2 separate regions of the Oryzias latipes genome follow, and region 2 is linked to region 1. A link is a contact called in public Hi-C data. All regions are on one chromosome and are shown on one strand. The core of a region is the stretch at or near the end of the contact, and the rest is flanking DNA. Distances in the headings are between cores, read along the strand shown. Region 1 has its middle 26 kb from the start of LOC101156913. Region 2 holds the start of LOC101157152 (membrane-associated guanylate kinase, WW and PDZ domain-containing protein 3).

Region 1 (4,298 bases), core at 66-2,565:
GAGATGTGTGATAATAGTTAAAACACCCCTTTAGTTTGTAGTTTATAAGTATGTTTTAAATTTGAGTGAAGTGTACCTCCACCAGTTTTAGGACTCCCTCTGGGGAGTTTTTTGTTTGTTTGTTTTTTTGTCTACTTTTCCTGAAAGGAGAGGTCAAAGTCAGAAACGAAGCATCGCCTGTGGGACTGGCAGGAGTTTAGCCTCATGCTCGTTTAATGACACAGTCATCTCAGAGGACGCAGGCTGACGTAAAGAAGTGATACCAGGCTGGCAGGGTCAAGGTCACAATTTCAACCTTCAGCCTCATCAGATTCTGCCTCATGGAATTACATTTGTATGGCAGAGCAGGATGATTTTAAACAGCTAAAAAAGGGATGTCAAACTCCCGGCATCAAAGGCTGGTGTCCTGCTGTTTTGTCAGACATCCCTGCTGCTGATTATGCGATTGGAAGCTGCAGTTAGTCTAAATGCGAGGAGGAATTACATTTTGACGAACTGACTTGTCTATTGAGGTGTCCTTTTGATAAAACTCTGATTTAAATACCAGAAAAAATATAATTCAACCATGTATTTTATATGATCATACAGACATAAAAAAGCATCAGAAGCCATAGTTAAAAAAACAACACTATATTACTACAGATTCCAAAATATTCATAGCCAGTTTAAATTGTTGTGTTAGGAAGGTACACAATCCATAATTCAATTGTTTGTGCTGAGTTTAATAGCTGGAATTGACTGAGGTGAATTTTCATGAGCAGAACATCTATGACCTCTAGTGGTAAAGGAAACAAAAAGTGCAAAAAATAACCACTAGGTGCCACTGTGTAAGAGAAAATGACCCATTACAGGGTGTGGGGTGTGTAACTCATGGCTCTGGGGAGTACATAAATCTCACTGACACTAAAACACAAATCTGGAATGTTAAACGGAAATAAACATTTAATTATTTTATGTTTGTCCAGTTCTAAGATAATATATGTAAAGTGTATTGTGTGTGGTTAGTTCAAAGGCCATAAAATCTTTTTTATTTTTTTTCCGTGTCAACATGTTTATCTGATTAGCTGGTCTGGAACGACCTTGTTGAAATCTGAATGTCTACACAACAGTAGTGTTTGTCTAATTCAGAAGAGAAACACCCTCGCTCATGAAATTCAGGCTTAGGAATATTGCTTCGCTGAAACCTAAGCTGCTCATCTTTTGTGAAACCGTGATTTCAAAAGAAACTGCAACGCTCGCGCACGAGTGTGTTTATGTGGGTGAGAATGCAGAGCGGATGTTGAGCCAATCTTCACAATGACGTGTCTGTGCAGCAGTCTCAAGGTGTGTCTGTCCTGCTCTTTGACCTCAGCTTAGGTTTCCCTCCACCTATTACTTTGTGTGTGAATCAACCACCAAACGCCTTGTTTTATTAAATGAGTAAACCGCCTAATTTCAATGACAAAAACCTGAAAAGTAAAAGGAAACTGAGTTGTAATCCTTTAATGAAACAAACACACTGACAGTCGGCAAATGGTGTAAATGCAGACCGCTGATAAAGGGATTGATTGATAAGTGAGGATTGAGATTTGACAGTGATGTGGGTCCTGTCAGTCCTTTCGGGTGTCAAACCAGTCTTGGAGGAGGAGGCAGCGGAGCTGATTGTTGTGAAACAGCAACAGTATCTGTTTGCTTTGGAGGCAAATGGGTGGCGTGACGCTCCTTCCTTTGTCAGCAAAAAGAGACAGGCTTTTGTAGTAATAATGAATTATTGTTGTGAGGCTAAATCTGTTAACTGTACGCTACAATGGTGACATCAGTGCTTCCATCACAACTACAGAATAAACAGACTCAGCATTTATTTTTAAGGGTTTATATGTAAAAAGAGGCTGACAGTGCAGTCCTGTTTGTCTCTTGCAACTGCACTTTGGATTTTAAAAAGACTGTATATCCTCTTTTAACAACAGACAACTTCTGTCTTTCTTTTGTTTCTTACACCCTGATGTAAAACATATCAGATGAGGAACCTTTGGACAGGGAGGGTCGATGAGAACAAAAGACAAGACTTAAAAGAGCTTTCAGAAACCACAGATGAAAAGAAATCTGATCTAGAATAGAGAGGGTTTTTTAATGTTCTGCTCAGATGGCAAATCTGTTTATTTGAGGTTAAAGCTCTTCTATTGTGTTTCTATTGTTTCTGTGTGAAACAATCCTGCTGTGGTTTTAATTGAACTTTCAACCAGTCATAGGAGCAAGAGAACTGAGCTCACACGGAAAACTCACTGAGAATTATTAACCACTCCAATAGGAATCCTATATTAGCCCACTCTAAAGGTTACCTTGATTTACGGTTGATTTACAACAGGTCTAAATACATTTGGAGACTTCTACCGTTAAGAGCTCCTTCACGTCACTTTCCAGAGATGGTTTGTCACATTTTGGAACAATACTCTGGAATAAAAATCAAACATTTCTTGGAGTCATTTCCCTTGAGATGTGTGTCTTATGTAAGAGAAAAATTGATGACTTCATCTTGACCCAACCTACATGTTTCTTAGAAATGGAAAGCTTAAAGCACAAATAAAATGGATTTCCTCAACAAGAAAATCTAAACTCTATCTCAGAATTTCAATGACATTTGCTAAAGTTTAACTTTCATGACAAACCTTTCAAACCCATCGCATCTTTTAGCAAATGTTTTTGATTTGTGAACATGTTTTTGCTTTTAAAATAAAAAAACAGGCAAATGTTAACTGCAGATCACAGGTAATCTGTGTCTACAAAGTCAAAACTTTGTTGAATTATTACTAGATAAAATGAACCAAAAAAAACCTTTAGAAATACTGCCTTTATAAAAACACATTTATCCAAAATACCAGAGAAAATGCAGCATCAGTAGAACCTTCACCCACATGTGATGCCGCCTGCTGCCACCATGTACCGTCACATATTTCTGCTCCTGCAGAGATTCCAGCCATGATTTTCTCATTCATACTCCCGTTTACTGCTTTGTTTCTGATATCTAGCATCTTTTCCATGTTCTTATTTCTTATGCTCAAACAAAGTAGCAAAAGGAAATTATTAGAATGTTGCTGCTCATATGAAAACATTTCCTGAATGTGGAAATATCAATACTCCCCTTTTTTCCATCACATCGATACAAAATATCTTCCTATGAATTTATGTTTGCTACAAATCTCTGACGTGGATACTTCTCATTTAGTCCTGTTAGTTCTTCTCTTGTGGACTAAACAAAAGGAGTCTGATGGGAAAATCTGACCAAATCGTGACAGTTTGTTCTTCACACGGTGAGCTGTTGGCCCTGCAGGGAGCTGGCTCTGAAAATCACACGCATGTTTGACGTCATGTTTCAGGGTTTTATTTAGATTTTTAATAATTTTTGTGTGGTACTGACTGAAATCTGGGAGTTACCTTATCATAGGTCATACAGAGAATAGGGAAAAAAGGCAGCTTTTGAAAGAAATGAGACAGATTCCTCAAGGCTGAGCCTGAGTCCTGTTACAAATGAGACTTAATTGGGCTTTTTTTCTGTAGCTCCAACAGGAAAGAAACATATTTTTTTCATGTTCAAGCAAACAGTAAAAAAGGAAATGTTGACATATAAAAATTGAATAGCAACATTTGAAGGAAAGCACTTTCAAAGTATTCTTTGTGTTAATTCAGAAAAGTAGTTTTGGCAAGAACCCCACGTTTGGCAAACAAGCAAATGTATTGTTTGCGCCAAAAAGTTTGAAAATATCAATAATATCCTAAAAATGTAAATATGTGGTTTTGCTTCTTTAAACTGGTGAGTTTTCCTACTATTAGCAGGTTATATACACTGAGCTGTTAAATTCTCAGCACACTTTAAGCTAGTTTTTTTCCTGTTTATGGTTAAATGTGTTTTTAGGAACAGTTTCACAAGAGCATAAGACAGTATAATTCAGAAAAGTATATTTACGGAGTTATCAAAGAACTAGTCCCTATTTGAAAAAATGTATTTTCTTCTGGTTTTGCAATAATAGAGGCCCACAAAGTACTTTTAAAGATCAATATGGCACTTGTTTTTGACTCTCTGGTGTAATTTATGTAGCAAGCTAAGAAGGAGGTTCTTATTCAAGTTAAGGTTGTGTCCATTCAATTGTTGTGTCTGGATTGCTTCACTACCCACTGTAAAGTGTATTTATTTTGTTTGTTTCTTTAAATCTAAAATTTCAAAATCCAGTGCCTAGGAAATTTCCCAGAAGTCTCTGCAGAAAACCAAAGTCCATTGATGTTCACTAGATTGGTGAATATAAACCACAATGCATTGTGTTTGA
Region 2 (4,113 bases), core at 1,004-3,503, 74 kb before region 1:
AAAATAATAATAAAAAATATTTGGCTGACATGTGGTTATGTTAACCACAAGCTGAATAAAGCTGCTTGATTCCTACAGAATCAGTTGCTACTTATGTTAAAAAAAAAAAACATTCTGTGATGCCCGTTTATCTATTTTTTTGCTTTTTATTGCAGATACCAGGTTGTGGTTTTCATCAGTTATGGCTGTGATTTCAAGAGGAAGGAAATCATTGTGAGCTGTAATGGAAGTCAGCTGACACCATAAAAAAAATGCCTCACCATCAAACTACAATCATTTTTTTAATTTATTTTAAAGCATTGAAATGGCATCGTATTTAAAGATTTAAAACAATTTTAGAGTTAGTTAAAAAACTTTTTTTTTTTGCATTTTTGCTTGAAATTACATCCAAATAAAGTTGTCCTATTTAAACATTCAATTATTTGCTAAAAACTGGGTAAAAGGTTATTTAAATAAAATGAAGAATACTTTTTTAATCTATTTGGAGAATGTCCATTTCTGAAAGAAATGAGAAAAATGACTAGTAAATAATGGCAATGTCAGCAAAATATTTAATAGAAGATTATGCTATACAAAGCTAACAAGATACTCAATCTTAAGTTTTACAATTATGTGTGGCATTGATGCTTAATGCTGTAACTTGGGAGCTGTCTGTCACATAGGTGATTCAGCTATAAATAGGGTTTAGTGAGTAGCCACATTCTGATATACTACTATATTTCAGAATATAAGAAGGCCTCTATGAGAACAGGAGAAATGTCTTTTATTATCAAAGATAAACTAAGTCCAATCGACTACTTATTAGCTTCTACTTCAATGGAATCTACCTGGATGAGCGAGAATCTATGCAGAGAGGAGCATTCCTTCTGTATGAGTGCCATTGAATGCCAAATCTATGAATCCATACTATGACCTGCTTTGGTAAACATCTGCTGTCAGGCACATTGTGCTTAAAAAAACAAACAAACAAAAAAAAAATCTACTCAAACACCTGATTTAACTCATCCTCGAGCTTTGTATAGACTTTACAATTAATGACAGGCATTGAAGTCAGATGTGTTTATGCAGAGTAAAATGGATTCATGCAGAACATGATGAAAACATTATTGACAAATCATGCTTTCGCTTTCGTCCTCTCTCTTAATCATGGCCCCGGTTCAGAAGAAAAAAAAACACAAAATAAAACCGGAGTGCTATTATTCCTGCTTTAGTTCTTGTACACAAAGTCATGATCAGCTACGTACATTCAAGGACAATCAATGGAAGGGGATCAAAGAGGTTTATCCAAAAATATGTCTGTTCCGCAACGCGTTCAAAGACAACCAAGGCATAAACTAACAAGGGCCCACAGAAATGAATTCAGATTTCCAAAGAAACTCGAAGACAGATGGTGTTGGATCTTTATCATCACGACATGCTGCTAGATCCCCTACGATGTAGCATTCAAGCTAGCAACAAAGCACCAACGGAACACTCGTGCTGGAGAAAACAGAAAGCATTAAAAAAAACTAACAAATAATGAGGTATATGCAGAATCAAAAATGTGAATAAACAAATTATACCAGAGTTGGTCGAAACAAATACGGGCATAAACGGGTTCAGCTAGTGACTCTCTCTGTGTGCATGCTAAAATATTCTAACGTTTGACAGCGCTGGAAACAAATATCCAAATGGAACACGCGGAGAATTGTCCGGGTTGTTTTTAAAAAGGCAGTTCACGAGAATAAGAATGTTAGCAAAACATTTACTTACTGTAATTTCTTCGTTTTTTGAAAATGTATGACCTCTCAATATCACAGCACAGCCAGTTGAATTCGCGATGCTTTCAGGGTAACAAACAAATCGTTCAACTACATTTCTTCAGAGAGAGATGAGAACATGATATAAAACACATCTATTTGGAGTTTGGAGAATTTTGTCTAATTATTAAATTAACTTTATACTTTCAAAAGTTATTAATTCCCATGCAGTAGATTTACAAGGCTTTTCGTGATTTAAAATGTAGTCAGAAGCACGGCGGTTAGATTAGATAGTAAAAAAACAAAGCTATATCGGCGCACTTGAAAGCAGCATGCATGGTCACAAGTTAGGGGCGGGGTTTATGTCGTAGCATTTGAAATGCTAGAAATCCCTGGGCGTCAACGAAACACCGCTCGTGATTGGCTAAAACAGAAAAGACTTGAGTTTTATCATATTTTCCGTGTTCCACAAAACGCAAACGACAACCCAACCCAAAAGACTATTTACAAATATTCCGAATAATTTACTATCTACAATAATAGAAAACCTTTCTCTAAATATAGCCATTTTAAAATGTGTGCAAAAGTTGAAAGAAGTTCTGAGGTTTAGAACACACAATTCAAAAGAGGGCGCTCGCGCTCTAGTTTTCTCTCTAAAACATCCTTTACAAAAGATCAGTTTTATTATGGATTAAATTACAATAAAGCAGAGGAACATATACGTCAATTTAAATGCTTTTTTGTGTAAAACACAGAGATGTAGATGTAAAATACAAATCTAATCTAATAAAAACACCAAACATAAAGTTAAGGTGGAGCAGACATATGCAAAAACGTCATAATGCAAGATCCTAAAATCATCAGTGCGCAGCTGCAGAAGCTTACGCAAGGAGCTTATACCTGTTAAGATAATAATGGTCACCTGGGCCATAAATGAGCTGGCGCTAAAACCTTGAAGGCGGTCATAGATGCTTTAGTAGCAGTGAGTGCATGTCTGCGCTCTTCACCGACCAACAGGTAGGAGGACTGCCATTCTTGATTTGGGACTAAAACGTTTCACTTCAACAGCATATCGAGTGATAACTTCACAACATAGATAAAGTTTTTGGTTAGTTATTTGTGGGAAGTTTGTTTTTAATCGGGTGTTATTCCTGTTAACATGTGTGGTCGGTCGCTGTCCATGGTTCTGAAAAATAGAACTTGCTAGTTCCCAAAGTTGTCAAAGGAAGGATTATGTACTTTTTTGCACGTTTAATGCTAAATTGTAGTATAGGCAATTGGGCAATCTAATTTAAAAAAAGGATGATCTCATATTTAAAAGCTCCATTACTCATTACCGCATTTTCTTTTTACAGCGATATCCTTTTACGTTAACATGAGCCAGGATCATCACACACCACTGACTTTTATGCAGACACATGCAGCCTAGGATGAAGCACAGCCAAACAAAGGGTTTTAAAACAGACATTGGAGCCTGGATACTGTGTGGTCACAGCACAATACTAAATGCCATCTTTTAAAATGAGATTTGGTCAAACATCTGCAATGCTTTAACTATTTTTTTAAAAATAACTTTTGTGTTGGTTATCTCTAATACTCCAATTGTTTGCATCTTCCCATGTGGAGCAGCAGTATTTTATGATATTGGACCAGCAGGTGCATTTACAAGTCAAATTCCAAGTTTCTTGGATATCCAACTGCCTGGATGAGTGAAGAAAGGGTTTCCAAACACATACCATGGATACCTCATTTAATCCTCATGCCTGGAAGGAGTTGACAAATGGAGGGGGGCACCCCCATTTAAAAAATGGAGGACAGAATGGGGGCTCCCACAGCACAATGCGCTACATGGTGAAGAAACAGAATCGCCGCACACGCAGATCATCTTCACCTATGGGGCGGGTCATCCTCATCAATGCCCCTGCAGATGGTAAGTTTTGAATATTAGAGTAACTTATGTGTGAGTCAGAACAAAAAAACACACTTTAGTGAAAATGATTTGTTATATGATCAGTTTGGATAATTTGTGTAACATAGGCATTATGTCGTGTTTCCAACTCATTAGAGCGTAATTTCTGTTGCTATTAGGAAAAATGGCTGATAATAATGTTTTAAGGTAGCAGGGTTTTTAATGTTTAACTAAATTTACAGAATTCTGCCCTGTGTTTACCCTTTCTACAGCAAATTTTGATGTATTTCAAACAATGAGCTGAGATCATGGTAAACCACTAAACAAAAACAATGTCAGCTTCCTGACTGAGATATGTTTAACACTCAATAATGATGACATTGAAGTAGTAGATTAGATTAATTAATAATTTTCAGCAACGCAAAGTTTTCTTTAGACACCCGTTCTCTTGACCTTTTGAGACTC

What was found. A called contact is a pair of places that touch in the nucleus more often than the background predicts.
Region 2: a contact with region 1 is called in a Hi-C map of embryo, with 1.8 times the contacts expected there. The contact joins the promoter of LOC101157152 here to the enhancer-like site in region 1. A contact is called at or near these places in 4 of 5 Hi-C or Micro-C datasets (embryo, fibroblasts and gastrula embryo).

What each region holds. Positions count from the first base shown.
Region 1 is chr15:22,045,713-22,050,010 of ASM223467v1, reverse strand. No RefSeq gene overlaps it. Among protein-coding and RNA genes, the nearest start is that of LOC101156913, 26 kb to the right of the region's middle. Within about 2 kb of position 1,315, at least 3 of the 8 cell types and tissues checked have an H3K27ac peak or open chromatin away from gene starts, as enhancers often do. A contact at or near this core is called in embryo, where this site is marked.
Region 2 is chr15:22,120,835-22,124,947 of ASM223467v1, reverse strand. LOC101157152 (membrane-associated guanylate kinase, WW and PDZ domain-containing protein 3) reads left to right here and starts at 2,253. Exons shown (of 15, transcript XM_020709574.1): 1 at 2,253-3,669. The coding sequence starts at 3,477. LOC101157390 (sideroflexin-1) reads right to left here and starts at 1,876. Exons shown (of 11, transcript XM_011484450.3): 1 at 1,753-1,876.